5 separate regions of the Mus musculus genome follow, and all the other regions are linked to region 2. The links are chromatin contacts, called in public Hi-C and promoter capture Hi-C maps. All regions are on one chromosome and are shown on one strand. Each heading gives the region's core, a stretch centred on a gene start, on an enhancer-like site or on the middle of the called end of the contact. The rest is flanking DNA. Distances are from core to core; before and after follow the strand shown.

Evidence for each region. Promoter capture Hi-C pulls out the DNA fragments that hold promoters and counts their contacts. A called contact is a pair of places that touch in the nucleus more often than the background predicts. Capture Hi-C pulls out chosen DNA fragments and counts their contacts.
Region 1: a Hi-C map of B cells shows a contact between it and region 2, with 6 read pairs. The contact joins the promoter of Aplf here to the promoter of Snrpg in region 2. A contact is called at or near these places in 2 of 39 promoter capture datasets (liver and pre-B cells) and 1 of 484 Hi-C or Micro-C datasets (B cells).
Region 3: a contact with region 2 is called in a promoter capture Hi-C map of liver, with 4 times the contacts expected there. The contact joins the promoter of Hmces here to the promoter of Snrpg in region 2. A contact is called at or near these places in 1 of 39 promoter capture datasets (pre-B cells) and 1 of 9 other capture datasets (liver).
Region 4: a promoter capture Hi-C map of pre-B cells shows a contact between it and region 2, with 3 times the contacts expected there. The contact joins the promoter of Cnbp here to the promoter of Snrpg in region 2. A contact is called at or near these places in 6 of 39 promoter capture datasets (the C10 cell line, cranial neural crest, embryonic stem cells and 3 more), 2 of 484 Hi-C or Micro-C datasets (B cells and CD4 T cells), 1 of 115 datasets of contacts at active chromatin or transcription factors (microglia) and 1 of 9 other capture datasets (liver).
Region 5: a promoter capture Hi-C map of pre-B cells shows a contact between it and region 2, with 5 times the contacts expected there. The contact joins the promoter of Rpn1 here to the promoter of Snrpg in region 2. A contact is called at or near these places in 1 of 39 promoter capture datasets (pre-B cells) and 1 of 484 Hi-C or Micro-C datasets (CD4 T cells).

Annotation. Positions count from the first base shown.
Region 1 is chr6:87,670,841-87,673,540 of GRCm38.p6, reverse strand. Aplf (aprataxin and PNKP like factor) reads left to right here and starts at 1,380. Exons shown (of 10, transcript NM_001372332.1): 1 at 1,380-1,681. The coding sequence starts at 1,586. It also overlaps E230015B07Rik.
Region 2 is chr6:86,370,278-86,372,977 of GRCm38.p6, reverse strand. It overlaps Snrpg (small nuclear ribonucleoprotein polypeptide G), which reads right to left and starts at 1,438. Exons shown (of 4, transcript NM_026506.2): 1 at 1,364-1,438. The coding sequence starts at 1,395.
Region 3 is chr6:87,912,679-87,915,396 of GRCm38.p6, reverse strand. It overlaps Hmces (5-hydroxymethylcytosine (hmC) binding, ES cell specific), which reads right to left and starts at 1,421. Exons shown (of 7, transcript NM_173737.2): 1 at 1,386-1,421; 2 at 702-906. The coding sequence starts at 884. Copg1 (coatomer protein complex, subunit gamma 1) reads right to left here. Exons shown (of 24, transcript NM_017477.2): 24 at 1,802-2,718.
Region 4 is chr6:87,849,824-87,852,620 of GRCm38.p6, reverse strand. It overlaps Cnbp (cellular nucleic acid binding protein), which reads left to right and starts at 1,515. Exons shown (of 5, transcript NM_001347325.1): 1 at 1,515-1,717. It overlaps Gm44064 (WAS/WASL-interacting protein family member 2), which reads right to left. Exons shown (of 2, transcript XM_030255689.1): 2 at 308-2,261. The coding sequence ends at 1,383.
Region 5 is chr6:88,083,143-88,085,842 of GRCm38.p6, reverse strand. It overlaps Rpn1 (ribophorin I), which reads right to left and starts at 1,370. Exons shown (of 10, transcript NM_133933.4): 1 at 1,049-1,370. The coding sequence starts at 1,312.

The DNA.
Region 1 (2,700 bases), core at 131-2,630, 1.3 Mb before region 2:
GGTTCTGTATAGATTTCATTGGAGTTTTGATTAGGAAGAGGGACAAAGAGCTCCAAGGTCCCCAAGTTCATCTTCAGCCTCCTAAAGTAAGGCTAAGGTTTAAGTAGGGGGCCAGCATTTGAATATCTGAGCCATCTCCAGTTGCAAGGTGTGGCCCTGCCCATTACTGCTGAGGTTCTAGTGCTTCAGCAAGGCATTCTGACAAATTGACGGGACTGTGAAATCTCTCCGGGGGAAAGTCTCTCGTCTTGATGGGTCTGCCTTTTGACTTTTTAATCCAGCATGAGATTACTAAGGAAAATTCCAGTCTCTTAAGGCCCACTGTTCTGAGAGCCAAAATGAGGGTCACAGTGACTCTTTAGAATAACTCCATTTCCCCTAGGCTTGTGACAAGGTGGCCTCTTGGGGAAGAGAAGACCTTGTGCCTCCTGGAGGCATTAGGGGATAAGACTCCAACTCCATGACCTTCTGCAGAGTCCTGTAGTACAGGCTTTAATATGGAAGAGAAAGCCCTCCAGACACAGGCCTAGCTGAGGCTGTCCTCAGCCACAAGAAAGGAAAAGATCTTAAGAGAGCAGTGCCAAACTCTGGGCCAGGCTTCCTCCAAAGAGAAAGTTCCCTCTAGCTGGGAGCCCTGAGCTTAGCAACTGGCTTCTCCATAGAAAAGACCACCTTTCCCCTCCATCCCGTCCCTGTAGGTTTGCCCCCCACCCTCGGACCCTAGGTTTGCTTCCCCCAGTCCAGGCCTCCACCAAAGAGAAAGACAGGCCTGCTACAGATCCCAGCCAGAGAATATGCCTCTTTTATAGAGAAGGAAGATTCTCCGGCCCCGTGGGCCAAGTGTCTGAGCCAGGCCTTTGAAAATAGAAGCTCCACTGGCTGCAGATCCATCCCCAAATGAGTATGGGGCGCCTGCACAGGAAAGTTAATGACCCTCTTGAGGCTGAACCCTAAAAATCTAAGTCCAGACATACTTCTTGGAGTAGGGAAGACAGTCCTGCCACGGAGGCCTTATTCTAGCCGAAGCTGTCTCCTTATGGAAGAGAAGGGGAAGAAGCAGATACACACATCATACTCCATTGGGAAAAGAACATCCCCCTGTTGAAGTCACAGGGCCACGGGCCAGCACTGTGGTTCATTTAAAAACTCAGGCCAACCCTCTCCTAAGGCCTTGACGTCAGCACTACTCTAGCCCCACCCCTGCCCAAGCACGAATCAACCTAGGCGCAGAGATGCGCGTATTGCCTTCTGGGATTGGTAGTTTTTCCATGCAGTCTGTACTCCGGAAAGGAGCCGAAGGGAGGTGTCAGGAACTACAAGACCCAGCGTTCCATGAGTCCTGTGAGAGGAAGTGCTGGAAGATTGTGGGTGTGCGTTCCAGTTTTTAAGCTGTAGTTTGGCGGTCTGTTGACAGGTATTCCCTGCACGAATCACAGGCTCTCAAGGAGTGGGGATTCCGGAAAGGGAAGAAGCACACTCACCAGGAAAGGAGCCTCGGGTTTCACACCCCTTCGGGCCATGCCCAGCGTGCCTGAGGGAGGTGGCTACGAGGTATCTCCTGGCGAAGGAACCTTCTCTTACCGCCATGCCTTCGGACTTCTTTCTGCAGCCTCTGGACGGCGGTCCCCGCGTGCCCGTGGGGCCGGGGCAGACTGTGATAGGCCGCGGGCCGCTGCTGGGAGTAAGTGTGGGAGGTAGTGTGGGCGTGGGCAGCCAGAGCTTGCTCAGCCGAGGCTGTCTCTTGTCTCCTGAGCTTGGGAACTCCGCGTCTTGGCTCTGCTTGTCAAGATTTTATAGGTTTGGGGCAGTAGGTTTTCAAACAACGTTAGTCAAGTCCCAGACATTTCTTTTTGGTGCCTGTATGGTTCGAGTATGGACCGAGTTAACATCATTAGCCTATCCAGCTGGCAAACGAGGGCCAAATCCAAGTTGAGCTAAGTTCGGGTTGTAAGATGTAAAATGTAAACAGACCAACTAAACAAAACCGCTGCTAGTATTTAAAGACGTATAGTACTCTAAAGGTTAATGTGTTGCATGTTGACCTACAAAGCTTACAATATTTACGGTACTGTATGAGCCATAACAGGGAAGGTTAATCACCTCCCTTAAGCTAACTTCTTTTATCTCCTTGCCTTCTCTGCTGGGCTGGTGGGCCTTACCAATAATAGCAGTATCCCTTTTGGTAGTATCAGTAGCTGTCTTTAAGTTGTCTGGGTAGTGAACCAGTCATTGTTCTAAAGAGATGACTTTAATTTACTACTTCCAAAACTTTTTGAGTTAGGTGCTTTTTATTAGCCTTGTTCAAATGAGAAAGTTGGAGTATAAACTGGTCATTTAAAGGTGATACATGTACAAATGGCCACTATGCTATATATTCTTTACCCTCTTTGGGAGGAGTAGGAACCAAACCGTTTGCAGTTTGCACTATGAAATTATATTTGGTGGTATTAAACCATTTAGCATTGCCACAAGACCTATCATTTACAAAGGCCACTCTAGAGAACCTGGCGGTCGAGTTGAAATATCACAAGGGAGAGATGGGCTAGCCATTAAGAGCCTGGAATTTATTACAGAGGACTGGCTTCCCAGCACTTATGTCAGGCAATTCACAAATGCTTGTAATTCTGCCTCTCTGGGCAATGTACACACATGCATATCCTAACATACAGGTATACATATATAGTAAAAAATAAAATTTTA
Region 2 (2,700 bases), core at 189-2,688:
TTGCCAATTCCTGCTAAATCCAGACCTCATTTATTAGCTCATCATCAAAACAAACAGTGCAGAATAACTTCTTTTTAAAATGTCAGACTTATGGCTTAATACATCTTTATTATGTTGTGTTCTGCCTATAGGCCTGCAAGCCAGAATAGGGTACCAGATCCTATTACAGATGGTTGTGAGTCACCATGTGGTTGCTGGGAATTGAACTCAGGACCTCTAGGAAGAGAAGTCAGTGCTCTCAACCTCTGAGCCAACTCTCTAGGCCCGGTTTAACAGATTCAGATTCAAACAAAACTGCAGGGGTTTCACACAGAGGGCTTTGATTAAAATGTGCACTCAAATACAAAAATCAGCAAATGTTGTTATCTTTCCCCTGCATTGGGGTCTTGACAGAACTTTACAGTAGCAAACAGGCTATACACAAGACAGATTATTTTCTGGCTACACCAGAAAAGACCCAGTATTAATCTTGTATTGAGCAACCCAATGACTATGTGCATATGCGACAGGTTCAGGCCAGTCAGAAGTGTCTGAGACCAAAGGGTCTGTCTGATTTTACTGGGTACAGAATAAAATTCTTCAGAAATTAGCTCTTTACAAGTAGAAAATGGATGTCCTTCCATGGATTTATTGCCAGAGCAAGATATTACACAACGTTTAAATGTAACTTGAATACAAGGACAGTGTATCAGAAACCTAGTTCTTGGGGCTGCAGATGGCCCAGCGCTTATTGCTTGTCCAGAGGACACGAGTCCAGCTATTATTAACCACGCCAGAGGGCTCACAACCTCCTACAAGTTCTGTTTCTGCAGATCCAATGCCCGCTTTGGCCTCCGCAGGAGCTGCACCCACGTGCACAAACATATAACTAAACATGTCTCTGAGCACCAAAAAGGGGAAAAAAAAACCCCAAAACTAAACCTAGCTCTCTTGATGAACGCAAATGAACGCGCACATTTATTGAAACACAAAACGCTACCTCACCTTAAACTTTTTGAGACACAGTGTCTTTTTTTTTTTTAAGCCTAGGCTGGTCTGGAACTCGCGGTAATTCTCCTGCCTAAGCTTCCTGAATATTGGCCCCATAGATCACAGCCAATCACGTCCGACTCCAATCGATCATTTTAAGCCCACGAGTCTCCGGTTCCTCACAACCATGCACCTCGACCGCTGCCCTGGTCCCCAACCAGGTTGCCTTTGGCTGCCCGCCTAGGAGAGCCCCAGCTTTGGGAAGACAGAGGCACCGGCACTGCAGTAACCATGCCGACCGGACCTTAGCGCCACTTCCGGCTCCCGCGACCGTCGGGACCAGCGGCGGCAGCCCGAGCGAGACAGAAGTCTCGATAGGGCCGACTCTACTCACTTCTTCAGCTCGGGAGGGTGGGCTTTGCTCATGGCGACTCCTCTGCGGGCTCGGCACAACGGCGAAGGAGTGAGCAGGCTCAGAAACGCGCGCAAGGCAGGCTTGGCGCTGGTGTCTGACGTCACCGCCGCGCGAGCCAATCGCCTTCGGAGAACATTACCTTTCATCTCGCGATATTGATGGGGATGTCTGAACCTGCGGACCAGAGCCACGCTTCCGGTTGCGTCGCCAGTGACAGGCCACGACGGAGAGGCTGTGTTCGGCTAAGCTTCCTTTGTGTAAAATTGAAGTGGCAGGTCACTTTAAAAACAGACCCCTTCATTTATATTTTATGTATGAGTGCTCTACATGTACACCTGCGCGCCAGGGGAGGACCTCAGATCCTACTATAGATGCTTGTGAGCCACCATGTGGGTGCTGGAATTGAACTCCAGAGCTCTGGGAGAACAGCCAGTGGTTTTAACTGCTGAAGCGTCTCTCCAGCCTGTGTGTCACTTCTTTTCTTTCCTTTTCCCACTTACTACACTTTTTTTCTCTTTACATTTTTGTCATTTCCCCTGCCCCTTCCTCATTGTTTTTGACGTAATTCATGCTGGCTTCGAGTTCACTGTGTAGTCAACGCTGGCTTTGAACTGTTGCTTCCCGTGCTAGAATCAACGGCATCTGCACCACGCTGCCCTTAATTTCCTAAGCACATCCAGGCGAAGCCGAGGGCTCCTGAAGCACAGAATAGCTTGTCCGCATCAGTAGCAGGAAGGTGGCTAGGCGGATTCTCTTGAGGACGTGAATCCAGTGTCTGGGGTATTTCTGATTCATCAATTCTGCAATTCTAACGCTGCCTTCAGAACCCACTTAGCACACTACAGTCCATACATAAAAGCTGAGGAGTACCACACAAGTCCTGAGGTATTGAGCTTGCCCCTGCCTCCTGAGGGCTGGGAATAAAGGTGTGCACTCTCCCAGGGTGGTGGCACTGCCCTCAGTGCACTGGGCTCTCTCATGGTAGTCATTAATGACCCACAGACATGTCCAGAGACCTGTTAGATGGAAGCAGCTCTTCAATTGAGGTTCTCCTCATGATTAGTTTGTCATCAACAAAAAAATAGCACAAGAATGCTTAGCTATACACTCTCCCCACCACTTGCTGTGCTAGTTGAAACTAGAAAACGAACATGAATAATGATAGTCTTTAGCAAAGACTGACCTCAAAGCAGGAGGGAAATCCTCAGCTTGCCTTACAGTACTGAAATTACAGTATGCACCTTTTACAATTTAGTTATAATATGTAAGTACACTGTAGCTGTCTTCAGACACTCCAGAAGAGGGCGCCAGATCTC
Region 3 (2,718 bases), core at 172-2,671, 1.5 Mb before region 2:
AAGGCAGCTTGCAAGAGCTGGTTCTCTCCTAACAGGCAGCAAGTGTTCTCACCCACTGAGCCAGGCTGCAAGCTCTGTAAGCTCCACAAATCAGTTTTTTGAGACACAGTTTTACTATGCAGCCTTGACTAGCCTCCAACTCAGAGATCTGCCTTCCTCCGGCCTCCTAAGTGCTGGGATGAAAGGTGTGTGACACCACACTTGGGTTTTTGCTTTTTTGTTTTTAATATAAGGACAGATGACGCTGATAAATCAGTAATACTTGAAAAATGCGATCTTAAAAAAAAAAAGAGAGAGAGAGAGAGAGAGAGTCAAGCGTGTCAGAGTGTACACACCTGTAATACAGGATTCTGGAGACAGGCAGATTTGCTGAAAATCTGAGGTCAGCTGGGCCTCTATAGGGAGTTCCAGGACCGCCAGGGCTACATTCATAGTTAAGACTCTGTCTCAAAAGAATTCTTAAATGTATTCAGATATGAGGTTCACATAATTTGGGCATACATTCAAACAGTTTAACTGACCCTGAAGAATGCTGACTTATTTCTTGCAGAGACCCAGAGGGATTAGGGCCTTAATGTATCTGTAAAGGCTGCTTTTCGGGTCATTCCGGAGGCTGGGCAGATGGCGGCACATGGGTCACGAGTCAGATGGCCACGGCGATGCTGGCCCAGAAGCTCCGATGGTGCTGACACACTCCTTACCTTCTCAAAGTGCAGTCTGGAGAGCAGCACGGGGCTGCTGGACTGCGGGCTCTTGTTGTAGGAGGGGCAGTACTTGTCGGGGTCCCTCCACTGCGGGAGCCGCCGCCGGCCCTGCCGATCCTGATAGGCGCAGGCCCTGGTGAGAACCTCTCTGGGCAAGTGACAGGACGTTCGCCCGCACATACTTCAGCGCTGCCGCTCAGACCTAGAGAAAGTCACAAAACCCTAAGGTTCTCCTCCCTAGGTCACGCCAATCTCCCCGCGAAGCCACATCTTCCGCGGAGGCTCCGTTAGGTCAGCCAGTCCCGGCCACTGCGGGGCCCACAGTCCCCAAGCAGGCCCTCGGGTGGCGGGCGAGAAAGAAAGCCGCTCCTCCCAGGTTGTTTCCCACGGACGCAGCAGGGAAAGGTGAGAGCGCTCGGCTTTGACGCCAGCGACACTCGCGGGCCGCGGCCACCGCACTACCGCCCCGCGGGGACACGCTCAGGTCCCGGGCGGGGCCTTGTCGGCGCCAAGGCTCCAGCTCGGAACGTGGGCGGTCCTCGCCTGCCCGCCCGCCGGCGTCCCCTCCGCCGGGTCCTCTCTTCCGCCCGCTAGCTTCTCCTCAGCGCGGCCCTCCTCCCGCCCGCCCGTCCGTCCTCATCCCCTCAACGAGGCCCTCCCCACGCGCCCGCGTCCTCTCACCGCCCGAGGGTCTAGTCCACCCTTCCTCGCAGCTAGCGTCCGCCTAAGAGACGCCCGTCCCGCTCCTCGGTAACCCCGCCCCGCCCCCGACGTGACGTCGCGCCGTCGGGGTTCCCTCCCCACAGGTGGGGGTGTGGCTAGGTGAAGCAAGACAAAATGCACTGACCTGAGACAGGCACCCCAGGAGGCCTCAGGGTCCCCCTTCCCAGGCCGGAATCTGAAGCCAGAAAACCTGTGCTGCCCACCCTCAATGTGTAAGGCCATCCGAATTGAGACTCTCTAGCTATTCCCACAAACCCCTAAGGGTCAGGAAGCCCCACCTGGTTTCCTTTTTAACATTTGTGTGTGGGGTGTGTGCAAGCCTTTAAATAAAACTAGAGTAAGCTGTAATCTTCACAAAAGGAGGCTGACACCAATTTCTTTAATGAAGTTTATTTGAATGGAATGGCTTCCAGGCTATGACCAGGCCTGGGAGTAGAAGGGGAGGGTATTAGGCAGGAAGAATACAGTCAGGAAGGGCTAAGCAGGATGTGGCCTTGAAGGTCAGGCTTTCCTTTAAAGCCTGGAGAGGCCTTCATAAAGGGATGGAATGAGGCAGAGAGGCCAGGCAAGAGCAACTGCTCAGTCCCCAGGAGAGGGATGGAAGGTGGGGGACAGAGGGATGTCTTTAGGGAGCAGCCTTCAGGTCACCTACTTGAGAAAACCCCCCAAATGAGAAATCTCTTTATAACCTGTTAGGAAGTTTCACACCACGTTACTTAGTTCACCACTGCATGCCTGACCAAGTACATGGTGGAGCCAGGACCAGTCATGAAATAGGCCATAGCTAAAACAGCTTAACGATGCTCAAGTGTAGCCTGATGTCTTCATGTTATGGGATTCGGCTTAAAGGTGCAGGCCTCTGTTCTAATGTGTACATGTGCATGTGCATACAGTATACAGGTGTGCATGAGGTTAGGCGGCAACTATTGCAAAATGGTCCTCTCCTTCTACCAAGTGGGTAGTCCGTCCTGATAGGTACCTTTACCTGCTGAGCCATCTGAGTAGCCTCACAGGAGGTCCAGTTCTTCAAGTGTTTCCAACAGTTTAAACCACCTGATTTGAGTTTAAAGCCCAAGCCCTGAAGCATCCCCTAGGATTTCTTACTCCAGCCCAAAAGGAATGCAGATACTGTTTTTCCCACTCATAGACCCAGAGCAGATCATGACACCCTCTAAGGACCTTTGGACACCCATCCATCTACAGATGCCTGTAGATGAGTGGCTTACCAGACCTGCTAGCTGTTGTCATTCGGCTAGCCTTTAACCCCACCCTAAGCTTGGCACTGACAGTC
Region 4 (2,797 bases), core at 266-2,765, 1.5 Mb before region 2:
GCTAGAATTTATGAAGATGCTGCTTGTCTGCAGTTGCTTTATCTGCAACGCTCTGTGAGTTCAAGATCAGCATGGTCTATGAGTAGTGAGTTGCAGGATGGCCAGGGCCATGTAGAGACCCTGCCTCAAACAACGAGAACAACAACAAAGATTTATGTGTATGTGGCTGGGTATATTTATGTGCACCTCCTAAGTTAGAGGACATTAGATCCTCTGGACCTGGAGTTATATGTAGTTGTTAGTAGGATATAGGTGTTGGGAACTGAATTCTGGTTCTCTTCAATAGCAGCATGTGTTGTTGCTGGTGTTTTTTTTTTTTTTTTGTTTTTTGTTTTTGTTTTTTTTTGCTTATTTTGAGACTGGGTCTGACTATGGTTGAACATTTTGTTCTTCTGTTGAAATGGAATCTAGAGTCTTGTGCGAGACAAATGCTCTTCTAAACCATATCTACAGCCCAAAGGTCTTACTATGTAGCTATGGCTGACCTGGGACTTGTTATGTAGATTAGATGAACTTGGACTGACAAGAGATCCTACTGCCTCTACTTCTCAAGTGCAAGCGACTAAAGGTATGCACCACCACGCCTGGCTGCTCTCAACTTCTAAGTCATTTCTGCAGGCCCATGTGTAAGTTTAAAGAGTAAGTCGCTAGCGGAAACTAAAATCTAGACAAATTTTAGTACTTTTTAGAACTCAAGAGACTTGAGATTTCCAGATTCTTCATGTTTGTATTAAAAAAATCATTAAAACGGGACAGAGTTCTAGAATGCTTTAGTTTATATAGAAATTGTCTTCAGGGTGTGTGGTAACGCTAGGGAATCAAACCCAGGACTTACAGGAAAAATTTATCTTCTGCTTTGAGGACCTATGACTACACACACAATCTATTTTGGAGACACCATGAAATGCAAACGACGGTCACTCCTGAATGGGGCAGCCCAGGCAATAACTTTCTTGGCCTCCTCTCATCCACAAATCCTAGGGATGTCATTCATTATGGGTCACAAGAAGTGTTGTGACACAAATCACCTGTCACCATCTTCAACCTCATTAGGCATTTTCATTTGGGGCTATTGCAAGCCAGGGGCACTAGCAGCGCGCTGTCGGTTTATACCCAGGAAACACAAAACCCAAACGCATCTCATGGACCGTAACGGTAGCCACAGCCGCTTCTATGATCAGGCCACTAAGACCTTCCCCCAAACCTAAGTGTGTGTGTATTGGAACCTGGTCTGCTTCTGAGCCCCACCAGGCTTAGGGGAGGCCGGGCAGGGGGAGATTGGCTCCCGCAAGCTGCGACCACTGCCCGGATCAGCCCCGTAGGCTGGAGAGAACCAGCAAAGGTTCGAGGGACGAACTGCTAGTAGGAAAGCAGCGAACCACTCATCGTAGACACGGAACCCAGGTACGGGCGGGAAGGCCGCGAGCGCTGCGGGCCGGAAGAGGCTGGGCGTGGAGCAGTCCGCCCCGCCCCTGCCGCCCTCGCGCGAGGCCGCGCTCCCAGCGGGCGATTCTGATTGGCTGGCCTGGCTTCCTGCGCTGATTGGATCCGTGGGCGAGGCGGAGGAGAGCCGTGCGCAGCGGCGTGTGTGGGGCCGTGTGCAGACCCGCGTGTGGCGCAGGCAAGGACCCTGAAAATAAACAGCCGCTGCTTTGCGAGTCGCCTTCTTGGTTCTTCGTCCGAGTCTCCTCCGCTGTGGGCAGCTCAGACGCCGAAGGTGAGAGGCGAGGGTGTAGCCTGCGCAACGGAGGTGGCGGGGTTGGTGCGGCCGAGACGGACGGAGGGCCGGAACTGCGAGGCGCGATGGCGGCCGCACCTCGGCCTGCGCCCTGCTGCGTCAGGCGCGGGGCTCGGCCCGAGCGGCGTCTCGGCTCCAGTTTCTGGCCCGCCGTACTGTGGCGGGCGTCCTGTCCGTCCTGCGGCGCTGGCACTAGGGCTGGAGCGTGGGGCCCTCTCTTGGCCCCGAGGGCCACGCAGGCCTCATCCGTGTGGCGACGAGGCCCGGCGCCCTTGGGGCCGAGGCGAGGAGAGTCGCGCGCGGGCCTAGCGCCGAGGGCCAGTGTGGCGGGAACTCCTGGAACGGGGCGGTGTGGCGGGGGCGAGAGCCTGGTCGAGGTGGAGGTCCCCAGGCCGAGCGCCCGGTGGAGGCCTGGCGGGCCATGTGCCAGCGGCTGCGGGGCCTCAGGACCTGGCCTGTGACGAAGCCCGCGCACGCCGCTGTAAGGCTTGGGAGTCTGGATTCGGTTCTCTGTACTGGCGACCTTTATTCAAACTCCTGATTTCTTGTAGTTCGTATTCTTAAGCAGCTTATTCGACATCGTTAGTCAAAAGAAACCACCTTTCCCTGGATCGATGAGAGTCAAGTCTTAGGTCCCTCACCCCCCCCCCCCCTTTTTTTTTTTAATGGAGCGGGAACCGGGTGGATAGGACCCGTAGGTTGTCAGGCCTTTAAGGCCATCAGGGTGGCAGAAGTCCTTGCCAATATTTCTCGGATTAAATGGATATAAATTACAAGAAAGCCTCGGAAGTAGAGTTGGCAAAGATCAATCTAGATTTTTCATTACCGTGAAAACCTGTTTTAGGACGGTTTAATCGTTCTCACTTGGGTTTAGGTGTTGATTTTATAGGTGAAGCCTTTTGCCTGTTGCCACATGTCAAGCACATGGCCTCGGCCACCAGGCACTTTCAGAGGAAGTGACTACATCTGGGGTGGGGGTGGGGGTCTTGGAAAAGGAGACATTGCACAGCAATCGGCTGGTTAGGTTTTTGCAATATTCTTGAAGACACAAAATAGACA
Region 5 (2,700 bases), core at 121-2,620, 1.7 Mb before region 2:
AGGACAGCAGCAGGGTGGTAAGCCTCTGCTGTGATCTGATTATACTATGACTTCATTAAGTCATGACTGATTTTCACAAAACAGGACTGAGCATCCAATGAAGTCATGAATGTCTTTCCAGAAATATTTGAGGAAAGCCATGCTGAGCATGAACAAGGCTTCAATGTAAAGGGGACAGGAGTCACTTCAGTGACTATTATAAGTCCAGCTTTATAGCTCCATACAGTTAAAAAGAATGTGGTGTGCTTAGTCTCCTAGTAAATTGGGTAATCACTTAATGAATATAGTTAATGAGAACAGTAATAAAAATTAACCTGTGTGGATATTCCCTCTATTCCCAAAGCCAGCGATTTCTTTCCTTGAAAGGTATAAAAGTGTATTCAATGAAAAGTACAGAAGGCTAAATGCTGAAGTGTTCCAATGAGAGACGGTGGGGAGGAACAGACCTGGGCTTCACCTTTCTGTACAGCATAAGGGGCTGACTCTTCAATTAGTCTGAACATTAAGAAAGCGTTAAGCAGCAGCTTTCAGAGGAGTGTTACATTAACCGGGTGCGAGGAATGACAAACTTTAATACCAGAAACCTGCTGTATTTCTGAACGCTGCTGTCTGGAGAGAACAGACTACACCAGTCAATTGCATTCAGGAAATAAATTGTCTTAACTCACTGATAGTCCTCCACTAGACGAGCAAGTCCAGGGGACAGAAAAGAAGCTGGGTACCCGAAGTACCGCACCCGGCCACAGCCAAGATCCTCTTGGGGTGCGGAAGGAGGTCGCCAGGGGACCAAGGGGTCGCCTTGGGCTCCAGAGCAGCCACGTGGGCGGTGCCCCACGCTCGGAAGCTTGTGCTGACGTGTCCGAGAGGACACGCGGACAAGAGAGACGGCGGACCCCAACCTCTCCGCTGTCCCCCTCCAACACCTGCCTTTCAGACAACCAGACACCTGGAGGATCCCTAACGCCCTCAACCTCCCCGCCCCTCCCCAGGGATCCCCGATCGCCTCAGGCATCCCGCGTGAGGTTCGCCGGCTCCTCCCTCCGCTCACCTGCACGCCTAGGTGCGCAAGCCGCGACTCCAGTTCTGGCTCCAGGGCCAGAACGAAAGAGCTGGCTCGTGATGTGGAGCCGCCGCCCGGGTGTACCAGGACCACCTCAGCCGTCACCTTGGCTAGGTGGCTGCTCAGGTCCACCGTGCGCTTCACGTCCTCGTTGACCAGCGGCGGAGCCTCCGAGGAGGCGCTGCCGGGCGTCGGGGCCAAGGCCCCGAGACATAGCAGCAGCAGCAACAGCAAGGCGACCGGCGACTCCATGACCGCGAGCTGAGCGCCACCGACACGCGCCCCGCCCCCCCGCCACGGCGCAACCGCTGATTGGCCAACAGCACCACAAGATGGCTGGGCCCGGTCAGAAAGGACCCCGTCTCCAGGGCAACCGGGCGATCGTGGGGCGCCTGATTGAAAATCTTAAAGTGCAGGCGTACTTCTTGGGGCGCTTAATAGCCGTATTCACCCCTGATTTCCTTATATCCTGTCTGTTTCCTTCATGCTTATGCAAAATAACTCTGGCCTCTCAGCTCAAAAACAGTATACTATAGCTTAGTCTAAGGAACTAACTTTGCCTTCTCTATAGTGATACGAATGCTAAGTGGGCAAAAGTTTAAAGGAAAATGGGAAATTTCCAGAAACTCAAGTCTCTCCTCTAATATTTAGTTCAACCATTAATGTGAGTGATGGCAGAAACCTTAAGCAACTAACCAAGGTTGATGATATTAACCTCAGATACCTGTTGACATTTATCACAGTTGTAGGAGTCCAAGGCGAAGTCACTGGCAGGACTAGCTGTCTGGTGAGGGCTGCTATTTACTACCAAGGTGGCACTTTGACATTGCATGCCTTCTAAGGAAGGCATTGCATATCGTCATATGACAGAAAGGCAGGAAAGGGTCTCTCTGAGGCAAGCCCTTTTACAAAGGCATCTTGCAGATGGATTCCTCTAGTGCTATCATCTCCCAAAGTCACACTGAAGAATTAATGACCAAAAACAATGAACTTCAAGTGAGCAGAGAAACTGTAGTCAGTGTACTGATACACCTGACAAGAAAGCCAGCTTAGTGACGAAAACATCCAATGGCATTTTTTGGGCCTTGAAACCATATATATATATATATATATATATATATATATATATACATATATACATATATATATGTATGTATATATGTATATATATATATATGAAAAAATCTACAGATAAAACTTTGCTCCCCTAAAGTTCCCTTTTTTCAACCCTATAAAATCTCCAAGCCCCCTGCACAATGGTTGTGTACAGTCTCCACTCCCCAAATGAGAATGCGTCCCAATGTTGTTGCTTGAAGGATGTAATTCGAAGGTAAATTTTGGGAGGAGATGGAAATATTCAAACATTGATACCAGCCAATGAGAAGAGAGAATGGAGGGCTGGCCATGCTCCTCCCTACAAAGCAGAAGTCAGGAAATTAGCACCTGCAGGCCAACAATCTATCTGTGTCTATAAAGTTTTATTGGAACATAGCTACGTTCATTTGTCCGTAGCTTATGATTGCTTTCACAGTACAACAGTAACAGTAGTGTAGTTGCAAACCAGACTATATGGCCCAGAAAACAAAACTACTTACTGTTTGCACGCGAGTACATACATTATGTATGCAGAGACAGCTTAG